Regions from separate parts of the Mus musculus genome. Here regions 2 and 3 are each linked to region 1. A link is a contact called in public HiChIP or PLAC-seq and Micro-C data. All regions are on one chromosome and are shown on one strand. The core of a region is the stretch at or near the end of the contact, and the rest is flanking DNA. Distances in the headings are between cores, read along the strand shown.

Evidence for each region. Hi-C and Micro-C count contacts between places; a contact is called where the count stands out from the background. HiChIP or PLAC-seq counts read pairs in DNA pulled down with a chosen protein or histone mark.
Region 2: a contact with region 1 is called in a Micro-C map of granulosa cells, with 2.6 times the contacts expected there. The contact joins the enhancer-like site here to the promoter of Prkar2b in region 1. A contact is called at or near these places in 4 of 39 promoter capture datasets (the 3T3-L1 cell line, 3T3-L1-derived adipocytes, the HPC-7 cell line and 1 more), 2 of 15 datasets of contacts at CTCF or cohesin (the G1E-ER4 cell line and the NIH/3T3 cell line), 36 of 484 Hi-C or Micro-C datasets (3T3-L1-derived adipocytes, the Ba/F3 cell line, the C2C12 cell line and 26 more), 12 of 115 datasets of contacts at active chromatin or transcription factors (the 230-238 cell line, the HPC-7 cell line, bone marrow-derived dendritic cells and 7 more) and 2 of 9 other capture datasets (adipose tissue and liver).
Region 3: a contact with region 1 is called in an HNF4G HiChIP or PLAC-seq map of pancreatic cancer cells. The contact joins the enhancer-like site here to the promoter of Prkar2b in region 1. A contact is called at or near these places in 6 of 39 promoter capture datasets (the HPC-7 cell line, hematopoietic stem and progenitor cells, hippocampal neurons and 2 more), 1 of 15 datasets of contacts at CTCF or cohesin (the NIH/3T3 cell line), 27 of 484 Hi-C or Micro-C datasets (the 3T3-L1 cell line, the AML12 cell line, the C2C12 cell line and 21 more), 12 of 115 datasets of contacts at active chromatin or transcription factors (the 230-238 cell line, the HPC-7 cell line, T-cell acute lymphoblastic leukemia and 8 more) and 5 of 9 other capture datasets (adipose tissue, bone marrow-derived macrophages, liver and 2 more).

What each region holds. Positions count from the first base shown.
Region 1 is chr12:32,058,616-32,062,844 of GRCm38.p6, reverse strand. Prkar2b (protein kinase, cAMP dependent regulatory, type II beta) reads left to right here and starts at 1,568. Exons shown (of 11, transcript NM_011158.4): 1 at 1,568-2,063. The coding sequence starts at 1,763. It overlaps Gm51992 (a long non-coding RNA gene), which reads left to right. Exons shown (of 3, transcript XR_003950224.1): 3 at 562-626.
Region 2 is chr12:32,101,680-32,106,221 of GRCm38.p6, reverse strand. It overlaps 5430401H09Rik (a long non-coding RNA gene), which reads left to right. Exons shown (of 7, transcript XR_872651.3): 5 at 2,614-2,833; 6 at 3,742-3,804. Among named protein-coding and RNA genes, the nearest start is that of Gm51991, 7.0 kb to the left of the region's middle. Within about 2 kb of position 1,576, at least 43 of the 459 cell types and tissues checked have an H3K27ac peak or open chromatin away from gene starts, as enhancers often do. A contact at or near this core is called in the G1E-ER4 cell line, the HPC-7 cell line, Sertoli cells and 9 more, where this site is marked.
Region 3 is chr12:32,016,037-32,020,432 of GRCm38.p6, reverse strand. All of the region lies in intron 2 of Prkar2b (protein kinase, cAMP dependent regulatory, type II beta), which reads left to right. Among named protein-coding and RNA genes, the nearest start is that of Prkar2b, 43 kb to the left of the region's middle. Within about 2 kb of position 2,567, at least 159 of the 459 cell types and tissues checked have an H3K27ac peak or open chromatin away from gene starts, as enhancers often do. A contact at or near this core is called in the AML12 cell line, the C2C12 cell line, CD8 T cells and 20 more, where this site is marked.

The sequences.
Region 1 (4,229 bases), core at 319-2,818:
TATGTGGTCAGAAGTTGTAGCCAAAAGAAAAGATGAGTGTTTGCTGCCGGAAGGAGGCTCCTTTCTCTTCCCCACTTTCCTGTTAGCTGACTTAGAGGAAATGACTGGAGGTGGAGGAGCCACAAAGCCAGAATTACACAGCAATGAGCTTGAATGAGCGAGGATTCTTGATCGACATTGAGGACCGCAACGATAAAATCCCATCTTAACTAGTATTCTTTGCATTTTCTGCTGAGCAGTAGGGAGAAACATGATAGAAATACATCTTAGATTATTGGATCTGCAAAACATTTCGGTAGAGAACTTGACTAATACTGTGTTCCATATGGCCTCATGTGAAGACCACATTTTTCTGAGTTTATTTCTTATACACCACACAATTACAATTTAGAAGTATGTTATTTTAAAAAAAACACACACCAGTATTATTATTATGAGGTTAAGAAACTGAACTTGAGAAATGAATTCCCTTATGAAAAAAAAAGATAAATAAACATTGTAAACAAATGGGTAAGAAGCAATTTTTAAAAAATAAAACGAAATGATATTTTTGATTTCTAGGTTTTGGGTTTCGTGAGTCACATATTTTCCTTATGTGTGGGCAGAAAGGTAAGTGAGAACAACTAAGGAAATAAAATAAAACTCAATAAATAAATAAAACTTAAGAATAAAATAAAACTCAAGTGAGTTTGCACTTGGACTGCTTTACAATGAAATGGGCATCGTAGAAAATAAAGTATGCATATTTATACAGCGTTTAATTTGGCAAAAGATAAATTTTTCTGTTTCAAAATTCTCAGAATAGGCTCGTTTTAAAGACAAGGGTTTTCTTTAAAAAGCACAAATGTGTAGTTCTCTTTTCCTTTTTATTGCTATATTCAAATTTTGGAGATTTAATTGAAGTGACGCAAAGTGTCAGGAAAGGTTTTAAAAATAAGCAACAAGAGGCTAATCAGGTAACACACCCTTAGTTGTCTGTCCAGCTGCCCTGACTACCCTGTATCCTGTCTTGAAGGATCAACTAACTTTGTTAAGTGCTACACAATAAATGCGGCCTTTGTCTCAGTAACCAGTAGGAAATGTACTAAGCAGAGTGTGGCAGAGCATCTGTAAGGCAAACCATCACAGCCACGAGGCTAAAAGGCGGAATTAAAGAAAATTTTGTGACAGACAAGTGGCAGCATCTCTTTTATCCAGAAGAGAACCAGTAGGGCTGTGCGACTAACAAAAGACACCACGCACGTTTCTCTTGGGGTTGGATTCTAGGAAAAGGAAAAGCCACCAAGGTGGAGGCTGAAGTTTCAGCAGGAATTGCGCCGCACCAACTCTGCGTGGGACAGGGAGAAAGGTGCGTGGGATTCGCTCAGGGAGCTCAGGTGGAGCGCGCGGCCTCAGCCCCACGCCCCAGGCTCAGGCTGCCTCCACCCTGGGGCCACTTGAGAGGCGGCAGTGCTCCCGCCCGCCGGGTTGCCATGGTTTCCGGGGATCACGTGGGCGCGCGGGCGGAGGCGGGGCGCCGGGCGGGGGGCGGCGCAGCGGCGGCGGGAGCAGGAGCGGGAGGAGCTGGAGATGCTGCCAACCCTCCCCGGGCTGTGCTCGCTCTGCTGCTGCCGCCGCACGGAGCAGCCTCGCCGGGGGCCCAGTGCGCCGCGCTCGCAGCCGGTAGCGCCCGGGGCGCTCGCTCGGGAGCCGCGCAGCCCGAGACCGGACCGCGGATAGGGGGCGAGGGCGGCGTCCAGGCGCCTCGGCGTGCACGGGCAGGATGAGCATCGAGATCCCCGCGGGGCTCACGGAGCTGCTGCAGGGCTTCACGGTGGAGGTGCTGAGGCACCAGCCCGCCGACCTGCTGGAGTTCGCGCTGCAGCACTTCACGCGGCTGCAGCAGGAGAACGAGCGCAAGGGCGCCGCGCGCTTCGGCCATGAGGGCAGGACCTGGGGGGACGCGGGCGCAGCCGCCGGGGGCGGCATCCCCAGTAAGGGTGTCAACTTCGCCGAGGAGCCCATGCGCTCCGACTCCGAGAACGGCGAGGAGGAGGAGGCCGCGGAAGCAGGGGCGTTCAACGGTGAGGACCGGCCCCCTCGCGCCCTGAGCCCCGGCCGCCGCGTCCGCCTCACTCTCGAACCCCGCCTCGCTCTTGAACCCCGGGCTGAGCTCCCCACCTTCCCCGTGCTCTCCACCTTCCCATTACGCCCACCCCCTCAGCACCCATTTCGGTCGCTCCCACTCGCCCACCTTCCTACTCAGCTCTCTTGTCATGCCCTCCCTTTCTCTGGAGGTGGGGAAAGGAGAGGTTGCGCTCCCGCTGCCCCTCTGTCACCTCTCTTTCCGGGGCGATTTAGGGTGGGCATCTTGCTGGATCGTTAACTTTCCCGTGGTTGGAGATGTCTCAGGCTCCGGGAGTACCATTGTGCATGAAGGGCGCTTGGCGGCCTCTTTTCAGCCCTTTAGATTTATTAATGGAGTGTTCTGGGAGAAAGGGCGAAGCATGTAGGACTCAGTGAGAAGAGTGTGAAATCGGACTCGCTGAGGTAAAACAAATTAACGATAATAGCTGTGACATTCTTGGAATACGAATAATTTATTTTCCAGTTTTTCCAATACCATGTGGTGGCGATATTTTTGGACATATAACAAAGGAGCATATTTAGCCTGATACCTAGGGGGTCTTTGGCATGAGGAAATAGGCCAATGATTTTCTTTCTTTAAAAAAAAAGATACAAAACATATATTGAATGATTTTGATGTTCTTTTTAAAGTGTGTGGAAAAAAAAATAACACCATGGGAAGTTCTAAGAGCTTTGTCAGTTGTCTTAATGAAAAGCCAGCCAGCATCTAAGGACCACGCCAGACACTGAAGCTAGAGAGAATGAATGGGAGAGAAAGGGATTGTTTTAAATAGCTGCTTTTGGCGAGTCCCACCCCTTATGCTTCCCACCTCTCCCTGACACACCAGACACACATGCGTGTTTACACAATATGACCAAACCCCAGGTTTTGCAGGAGCCCGGGCTGAAATGCCGTGGTGTGCAAATGGACAAGTATTTTCCTTGGTGGTGTGAGGCGAGCATGCATGCAGCTTTTATTTGTTGATGCTGCTGGTGTGGGATTTGTGTGTCCACAATGCCTTTCACACAGTGAAAACACTAAAGGGCCATTCACTTCATTTCCCTTACGCCCTCCTCCCAGGAAGATTTTCATTCCTTTGTAGAATTAATTATATGTTGAATGGGTTATAAAATTAATGCATTCTTAGCTTGTTTAAAACACACAAACCCTGGATGTTAGTGCTCTGTGAATGTGAAAGATTGCTATTTAGATTTTTAATTTGGGACATTTGGGTGCTTTGAGAATAGGGTAATCATAGTTTTAATTGTTCCCACACCAAATCAGATGCTTGTCTCACTAGGAAGGGGAACTAGACAGCATCTTACACAGATGGTATAGAAAGGACAGTGACGTCTAATACTTGTATGCACACACATTTGTGCACATGCTATGTGTCTGTGGCATGGGGATGCAAGCGCAGGCAAGCAATGCACAATGGAAAAGGGGACTAGTGTCCTGAATGGGAGGCACCAAGGAGAAGGGAGGCTTGGGAGAGCCTCTGTGCTCTTTGGAATACAGTATTAATACAGTCAAACCTAATTATATCTAATTCTCTTGAAGCACTTTGCTTTGGTTTAATTTCTCCTTGCAAGAATGTGTATCTTGCACATTGGAAGAAAGAAGTGCTTTTGTAATTTTTATGAAGCTTTCTATTCCCCAAGTCATCTTTTCTATAAAAATCACTCAAGGTCAGTTGTAATAAATGCTTAACCAGTTGCCTTTTAACATCTCTACCTCCAGGGGTTTTAAAACTTCTTGACTATAACACAATTTGATCTTTATCCAGCAGATGTGTACGGGCATGTGCATAGCCGAAACTTTGGCATTGGTATAACCTCAATTGGGGCAATTCTCTTTTATATTTTTCTAACCCAACACTTTAATTATGTTAGATGTAAAGTGTGTTGAGAATCGGTTTAAAAAAGAACTGTGAGCTACAAAACGCTTGTCAAACTGTTTTTGTGGATGGCCTTTCAGACTTTGTGGGCATCCTATCATCTGGGTCTTCTTCTTTTTAAACAGCCCTTTAAACAAGTACACTCTATGGAGCTTGAATTTGTACAAGGCCATGATGTATCCAAACCTGATCATAGGGAATAAATATATATGTGTGTGGGGGGGT
Region 2 (4,542 bases), core at 327-2,826, 43 kb before region 1:
GTGACTGTGGTGGAGACTTCAGGCTTAGTGTCCTGGACATTGACATTCCCCTAAGGCTTTGAACTCCCTGGCGTGGAACTGTCATGGAGGAGGCTGGGCCCTGGCTTCTGCTGCCTCTAAAAGCTCAGAGCAGTGTTTATAAGCAGGTCCAGCACTCTAACCTAAATAAAACCTAGAAGTGTGGGAAGGGAACCATTTACAAGCCGTCCAGGTCAGACCCATGTATACAAAAACAAACACAGGTTTTCCTTTAGCCTCAAATTATTTCCAGATCCACAGGGGGGGTTTAAAAAATGCTTGTCACCCCACCTTGTTTTACAGAGAATGACTGCATTGTTTCCATCTTTCTTGAGCCGATCAAAGGTACCTCCAGTTTGTTATTGACTCCATGTCAATTAGATTAACCTGTCATGACCTGGTTCCTATTCAAAGTCCCAAATCTATGTATGATTTAGAATTAGGTTCAGCAGTAAGAAAGACAAAACTCCTTAAGTAACAATGGCTCAGAGCAAGATAACAAATTTGTTTCTCTCTCAATTAAAAAGAGCCTAGAATTACTGCCCAGTGTCGGTCTGAGCACTCTGTCTGTCAGAACTCAGCTCCTCTATACTCTGCCTGCTATGTTAACATGTCTGCTGGGGTGTTCCCTCGTGTGTCTCAATGGTTCCTTGCATACCAGCAATCACATCTGTCCGACATCCTAATAAATAAATTTAAAAAAGGATAATTTGTATTTTATCATTTTAACAGTATAAAACTTCTAAATGGCCTTCTTTGTATGCCGTGTTTCACTACTCAGCTGAAGCTCTTCTGCTGAGTAAACACATATGAAATATCACTGAATTGCCCAAAGGAGTGCACAGCAAAATGGGAAGAATGAGAGAGAGAGAGAGAGAGAGAGAGAGAGAGAGAGAGAGAGAGAGAGCAGGCCAGGGACAGTGGTTTATGCCTGTAATCTCAGAACTTAGGAGGCAGAGGCAGGAGAAATTGCTGTTAGTTTGAAACTCTCCTGGGCTACAAAGTGAGTTCAGGTTACACTGAATGGCATAATGAGACTTCAGTCTCAAGAAAACAGAAGTCAACTTAAGAATCCCTGTTTGGGGACAGAGGGGCCATCTGATAAGAGGAACCTGGCCCCGATGACCTGAAGTAGAAGCCCCTCTCCCCATGTATCCTCTCAGACTTACAGAGGACCGTGACAGGAACTTACAACACGCTTTTGTTGTGTTTTATGGTTGAGATTTCAGAGTTAATTTATTCCACTCTTCCTAGACTAGTATCTAAATAAATAAAAGAACACATTGGCACTTGGTGTTTTGTTTTGTTTTGTTTTTTAAGCGACAAGAAATAATATAGGAACGAAATCTTAGCCCGTCATATAGGAAGACAAGAATGACTCTGAACGCAGCAGGCAATAACTGTCTCATGACCGCAGCAGGCAATAACTGTCTCATGACCATGTTGGCCTAGGGTCTGGCTTCTGAGATGGCTGTCTGGCCAGGATCCACCACCCTTCCAATGCAGCCTTCTTCTCCTTATCTTCTCCTCCACCCCCATGCTCACCCTTGGCCTCCTCTTATCGTCCTCCAGGCTGTCAGAGGACTCCTGCTATTGCTCAGTGCTGACGTTGGAACCCTGGCATACACCCCTTCTTGGCTCTTTCTCATCTCCTTGGCTTCACCCTGGGCCTTTTCCTTGGCCTTGGCCTTGGCTTTGGCCTTGGCCTTTACCTTAGCTCTCCTGCCTGGCTCCCAGCCAGCACTCAGAGTGCCCCCTGCCCAGCCCCTCCTGATAACTGGTTCCCTATAACCCAGTCACCCTTAGGTGAGTGACCTCCTCAGGGTTAGTAAAACACTCTTTTCTAGAAAGATTTTTCTTTCTTTCTCATACTTTCTTGTAGCTGAGTTTAAAAAATGTTCACACTCACACTCCCAACGTTCAAATTATCTATTAAATAAAAAGAGGGAAGCAATGTTTACTGAGTACTTTGCCCATAGGATAACTGCTTCTCTATTTCACTTAATCATTGCCAAAGCAGGTCTTGGAGGGGGGTATCATAATTTCACTTTCTGAAGGAAAACAGACAAACAAACAAAAACCTAAGGCTCTGAAGGACTAAGTTACTGCCCAGCCGATAAGAAGAATAGCTGGAGTCTGAACGAGGTTCATTCACCCCAAAGCCTACTCACTTTTCCCGCCTGGATGGAGCTACGATGATTGTCGTAAGCATCCAGCGTTCCAGGAGCCTGGAGAAACCACCACGTATGCACGGGTGGAATCTGAGTTGGACACAAGTGCACTTAACACTTCTCTTGACAGCTCAAATCACAGAACACACGAACTTACCATCTGTCAGTGACATTAACTTGAGCAGTGGCTTAAAAAACAAAACAAAACAAAAACACAGTTGGTAAAATAATAAGGACACACCTTCAAACAGCAATGTGCAAATGAAAGGTTTAGAGAGCTAGTTATCTTTAGGTGTAGCTGAAAAAAAAAAATACTTTCAAATAGGTGGTAGGCAACGAGTTAACTGTGACTCTACAAAGCAATCCTCATACTACATTTTAAGGTTGGTGACAGTGTTGTTTTTGGTACTCTTGCTCTTTGGAGCATGACTTCAGGATTTGTGGTCAGAAGCACGAGGTGGAGAAGTCCTGATACAATCTTTGTACTGTACGGTTGCCGTCTGGACTTCATTGACTATCCCGGAGCGATCCAGCACAAGTGACAAGTGAAGACCTTGGCTGTGTTTCAGAAGCACAATTACAACTCTTGGGGTAAAGAGCCTCAGCGACAAGGCCCAGGAAAGCAGGTGTATTGAGAATTAGAGGTGAGTGGTAAGGTTAAAACCCTGGAGATGTAAGTAGTATGGAGACGCAAGCACTATACAGTAGTCACACATGGGCCAGAGATGCGCCTGTGTCAGCATCAGCTGAGATTGGTTGGATGATACGGAGAGTTGGAGCCAGGCCTGGAAGTACATACTTATAGCCCTAAGCATATGGAATGATGGGACAAGAGCATGCAAGTTCAAGACCAGCCTGGCTCGGGATACAGCTCAGTGGTAGTGTGTTTGCCTACCATGTACTAAGCCCTAGGATTTGATCTCTGGTATAAGGGAAGGGGGAAAAAAGCAGTACCAACCCTACTAAACAAAATTTCTTTGGAGCTGGGTAAGGCAAGTCTCACCAAAGATTGTCCACACAGAAACCAGAGTATAGGAATCACCCGGAGAGCCACCTGGTAGAGTCTGATCTCTCTGAGATGACCACAGGGCATTATAGTTTAAAAAAAACAATCCTCTCTAACAGCCCTCCTAGCTTGACTATGACTCTGTGCTGGTGTGAGACATTCCAGCAACCAGCTATCTAACATCTATCATAGCTGAGAAATGGGCTCAGTTTGGGGAAACACTGATGGATATCTCCAACTCTCTTTACAAGTTACCTTTGGGAGGCAAATGTATTTCATCTTTTGTAGCAGAGACTCCTCTGCCCTGCATCTCAGCTTCTGTCCATCTAAGTCACAGCACCTAAAGTGCTAGCGTTTTGCCGGGGTTCTGGTGACTGCCCTCCCTCCTCTCCCCAGGTAGTCACAGGGGATGAAACATAAAATCAACGTGCCAGAGGTTGACCTGGGCTCTTCCACCCTCACTGTGATCTTCAGTTTCGCTGCGTGCACTCAAGGCACAAACCTGGGATTTGAGATTTCAAGCTGTGTCTGTAAACTTATTTTCAGAGACTCGGAGCGGGCCCCAGAGGAGAGGTAGGGAGTGGTCCTGGCAGCTGTTGGATGAAGCAGGTAACTGTTCCACAGCAGAGTGGGAGATTACTGGGGCTTGTAAAAGTTGTTTGCACTTTAGTTTAGGCTTAAGCCCAGGATTTAGGATCTCTGAATTCTGAGCCTAAAAATGATCGCTTGTGTAGTGGTAGTGAGTGAGTGGCCCCTGCAGTATTTGACTAGGTATCTGAGAGAGGTTCTTCTTTACTTGGAAATTTAGGTACATGTTTTCTCATGCTTTCTATAGACATATAATTTTATATATTATCTTTGAATCAGGGTATGAGTAAACTAAACATCATTTTCATTTTTATTTATTTATTTATTTATTTAATCTGCACTGGTGTTTTATTCGCATTGCTTTACATGTGTCTGTGTGTCATCCTCTGGAACTGGAGTTACAGACAGTTGTGAGCTGCCATGTGGGTGCTGGGAATTGAATATGTATATATATATATATATATATATATATATATATATATATATATAATGACACAATTGGAAGAAATGTAATTATATACTTGAATTCACACACACAAACATGTACATATGCTATTATCTGGGGATGCAGTCCATTTTATGGAAGAACAAACAAGCGATTGCTAGCAGTTTTTACCCTGGAGAAACAGACTGGTGATTAGGGATAAAGAAAGTGGAGGTACTCATCTAATTTTTTAATCTCTCCATATTATTTGTGTTTTTACAAAAATATGTAATTCTATTACTTTGAAACTATTAAATATAAACAGGATTACTAAG
Region 3 (4,396 bases), core at 1,318-3,817, 43 kb after region 1:
GGAAGTGGTGGGGAGGGTATGGGGGACTTTTGGGATAGCATTGGAAATGTAATTGAGGAAAATATGTAATAAAAAAAATAAATGTCAATGTTGACATTATATCCATATAATTGGTGGGTTTTCCTTCTTTACAATATAGTAACCAGATAAGTTATGTTAATATATTGTCTAGTTCTGGACTAACCTCATATTCACGGAATGAGCTCTGATTCTTCACGCATGGTTAATTATGCTCTTAAAGTGGAAGTGACACATAATTGTTCTTTTAGCACACACCAGAATAAACCTTTGATCCCAGAACCAAGCTCTTGAGTCTCGGGCACATGTTAGAGGGCATCATTGGATGACCACCTCTTTCTTCCTTAGATGAATAAGTGGGAGCTGGAGCTAGCAATTGCACAGCTGGAAACTGTTCTTGAAGAACTTAGTGATCACAGTAAGAAGTATTGATCATCTATAAGATATGCTAGTTAGTGCAAACAGTGAACATCACATCCCACAAGAAACTATGTGCAGAGTGGCATTATGTGTCTGTCTCACAGTCTTATGTATATTAAGATTACTAATGTCATATGGCATTTAAAATAATAGTCACGGTGTCATTTTCTAAAACTGCAAAAGAACTTTTCCCAATAGTAGGAAAGTGTTATGTATTCTAATTTGCATCTTCTAGGGACATAATGCATCTCTGAAGTAGTATATTGTTTTGATAGCACAAATTCTATTGTGTTTGATTTCATTTTAAACTGTGAATATAACAGAAAAGTGGAATAAATACCCACCCCTTCATTTCCATAAATCATGTTTGTATGAAGTGAGAACGTGACCATTCCAAGGTATGGTGGAGGGGGAGTTTTTTGTTGTAGATGTGAGGCAGAGCACAGCCAGAGGCATCGGGAAGAGTCCAGAGCCGGAAGAGAAAGTAAGAGGCTAAATGTGGCCAGAAGATTGGACCAGACCATGAGGGGGGTGGGGTGCAGGGAGTGAGAGGACAAAGAGAGAAGAGCAAGAGAGTGCAAAGACAGCCTGTCTGAAATGGGGGGTTCTGTGGAAAGGACAAGCTGGGGGAAGGGAAACCCCTGGGCTGGAAAAGGTTAGGGTAGGAGGCCGAATTAGGAGAGTTAGGATAGCAACATGAGCTCTCTAACCGGTATTTAGGATGCTTTGGTAGCTAGTAGGCACCAGGGATAGCATTGTGTCCCTTTTGGACCTGACAAGGTCTAAGGACTCAAATGTATTCTATCCTCTTACTTCTGCTTTTTTTTTTTTTAAATCTTGAAAACACTATTATAGTGTGGCATGAGGGAAGGATAATTTATAATGAAAACATAAATACATGGGTTCCATGCTTTGAGCCCACTCTGTATACAGACTTATAATATAACTAAAGCCTGGCATTCCAGCTGGACATGGTAGTGCACACCTTTAGTCCCATCACTCCTGAAACAGACAGGCTGTGTCTGAGTTCAAAGCCAGCCTGGTCTACAAAGCGAGTTCCAGGACAGCTAGGGCTACCCAGAGAAACCCTGTCTCAAAAACTAAACAAAAGAAAACAAACAAAACCAGCGCAGCATTCCACAGGGAAATACTTCAAGTACGTAATAGTTAAATCACTTACTGGGTGTTAACTTGAGACAAGAACTTTCCTAAGTGGCTTTGTGTTATTGATTTACGTGGATTTGTGTTGTTGTGTTATTGATTATTCTTTAAAGAAACTCTGTATACCAGGCACTTTTCTAGTATTAAAGATAAACAGAGTCACTGGCCAGTTCTTTGCCTTGGTTACCTAGCAACCAGTGGCAGGGACAAGACTGAGAGTCAGACTTACTGTTGACACAGTTTTGCACTGTATACCAAAGTCCTGTCAACACTGGATATTCCCAAGGGCGGCTCCTTACTTTATAGATGAGACTCTAATTCATATTGGTTAGTAGTGTGCAAACATTGCTGAGATCCCAGGATGGAGGAGGGTACAGAGGCCAGTTGCGGTTCTGAGGTCTGGCTGCTTGTCTCCTTCAAAACAAACCAGAACAGGGAAAATCTTGGTGAATCGGAGTGATTTCTCTTCCATGTGGCTGCCACTGGGAAGGTAGATCTGAGAGTTGTCTTCAGGGATGGTGGAAAAAGCTCACTCCTCAGGAGGAAAGGAGAAAATGCAGGGCAGGAAACACATAGCTGAGCAGTCTTGGTCACACTGTGGTCTGATTGATCATTATCAGCAATTAGAACATTCCTGTCACTGGATGTGGTGGGGTGACAGCACCAGTAGCACTCAGGAGATGGAAGAAGGAGAGAGTCCTAAGTTTGGAGCCAGTGTGACCTATTGGCCGATTCAGTAAGACCTTCTTGTCTTGGGGGTGAAAGAAAACAAAATAGAAACTTGCTGTTGTATGGAGTCGTTTTGATTCTTGCCCAGGACACTTGCAGATCGGGTGAGTGCAGGGGGACTGCAGGAAGACATGACTTGCAGAAAAGGATGCACCCGGAAGGCAAGATAGAGTTAGTGAGGCCGCTAGGCTTAGGATGGTGACTTGAAGGCACTGCTCTATGGTCTGGAGCACAGGATGTTGTGAAAGTTGGCAGTTGACAGTCTGTCAGTAGTGGGTGGGGAGACACACTTCCCTTAGTAGCCTGAAGAGCTCCCTAGCAGGGAGTAAAACTGGCTCCCTGACTGTTGTCACAGAGATCATTACGGATGAGTCAGAGTGACTTGGAAGTTGGCAAAGTTACTCAAACACAAGCTCCCGTGGGGAGGGACAGGACTGATGGGTGGCCTCATCAGCTGTGGAAAAGGACAGTTCACACCGGACGCATGGATGTCAGTGCTCCTTGAGAGAGCCCTGATTAGATGTCTCGGTAGTCGCTGTGCACATAATTCTGTGTCTCTCTGGTTTATATTGCTCAAGGGGTGCCATTTATGACAAAGTAAAGTTTAAATAGTATGTAAAAATAAATGGCTGTTTTCCTTATTTCTCTTATCTGAAAGATAAACATGGAATTATAAGATGGTTTCATGAGGTGTGTTGTTTAGACTTAGGGATGAAAGGAGTACTGGCCACAAACATCCTGGCCCTGTGTAAATAAGGTTCTCTGTTTTTAACATCCTTGTTTGAGCCGTCTTTGGGAAAACAAGCACCAATTTTATGGGCAGTTTAGATTTTATCAGTTGTATTGAAGTCTCTTTACCTAGCCAGCAGGAAAGACAAGGTAGATAGATCCTGTTAGGCTTTAGAAAGGGGCCAGGGAAGAGGCTAGGATGAATGTCTTTTAACTTGATTAACTCTATAGCAAGTGGTGTGGTTCAGTGTGTGTTGAGCGTGAGTGTGTGTGTGTGTGTGCACACGTGCACGCAAATTCGAGTGCATGCTCTCACACGCGTGCATGTCTCTCACTTAGTCTGTCTTATGCTCTACAAGCAGGAGAAGCTTCAGTCTCTCCAGAACGTAGAGCCTGGCTACCTGCAAACCATAAGAAGCCCCAGAAAAAGGTTCCGATTAGCTCAGTCATCAGGGGTTAGGGTTGCCTCATTTGTCTTAGGGTTCATTATAGCCTGGGTGGGCCTAGAAATTCTTGACTGTATCTGTGGCTAACTTTGGTTGACCCAGCTAGGATTATTAGACTCATGTCTGCTAGCTGCTTCTTAGGTTAAAGTGGCTGCCTCGAAGAAGCCCTCTGTCAATCGGTCTTTGCCACTGTCTTAAACACTTAAAATGAGAGACACTGGCCAATCCAGAGCTCCTGGTATCTAGATGCTTGCTCCACCTGTTTCACCACTTGCCGATGTGGCGGCAGGTGGCCCATTTGGATGTGTGTCCTTTTCTGTTGAGAAACACTGTTATTTATAGTAGAATATTGCTTCGTGAAGAATGACAAGAAATAACAGTATGGCACAGATGTCACTGTTCTTTAAAAGAATAGGCCCATTATCTTGCCTATCAGTTCACCCAACTGCTGACGGAAGAGTTTGCAGAGAAGAAATAATACTTTACTTTATGTCAGTGGCTTTAAAGAGATACAGTTGGGGTGCAAGGTCAGCCTCTTGTCTTAAAAGCCCCCCCTTTTTTGCATTTGTTTAGCTGTTTTAAAAAAGACTTTCTTTCATTCTCTCTCTCTCTCTCTCTCTCTCTCTCTCTCTCTCTCTCTCTCTCTGCACACTATGTGTGTACAGGTACACTCAGAGGTCAGAACAGGCCGTCATAGCTCTTACAATTGGAGTTGTAGGCAGGTACAAGCTGCCTGTTGTGAGTGCTAAGATGAAACCTAGGTCCTCTGGAAAAGCGGCACACACTGTTAACTACTGAGCCATCTCTCCAGCCCCCTTAGACTGTATTTGTAATGTTATTTTCTTAATCAAACAACCACTTGGTTTTTTCACAATATACAAAATAAAATAATT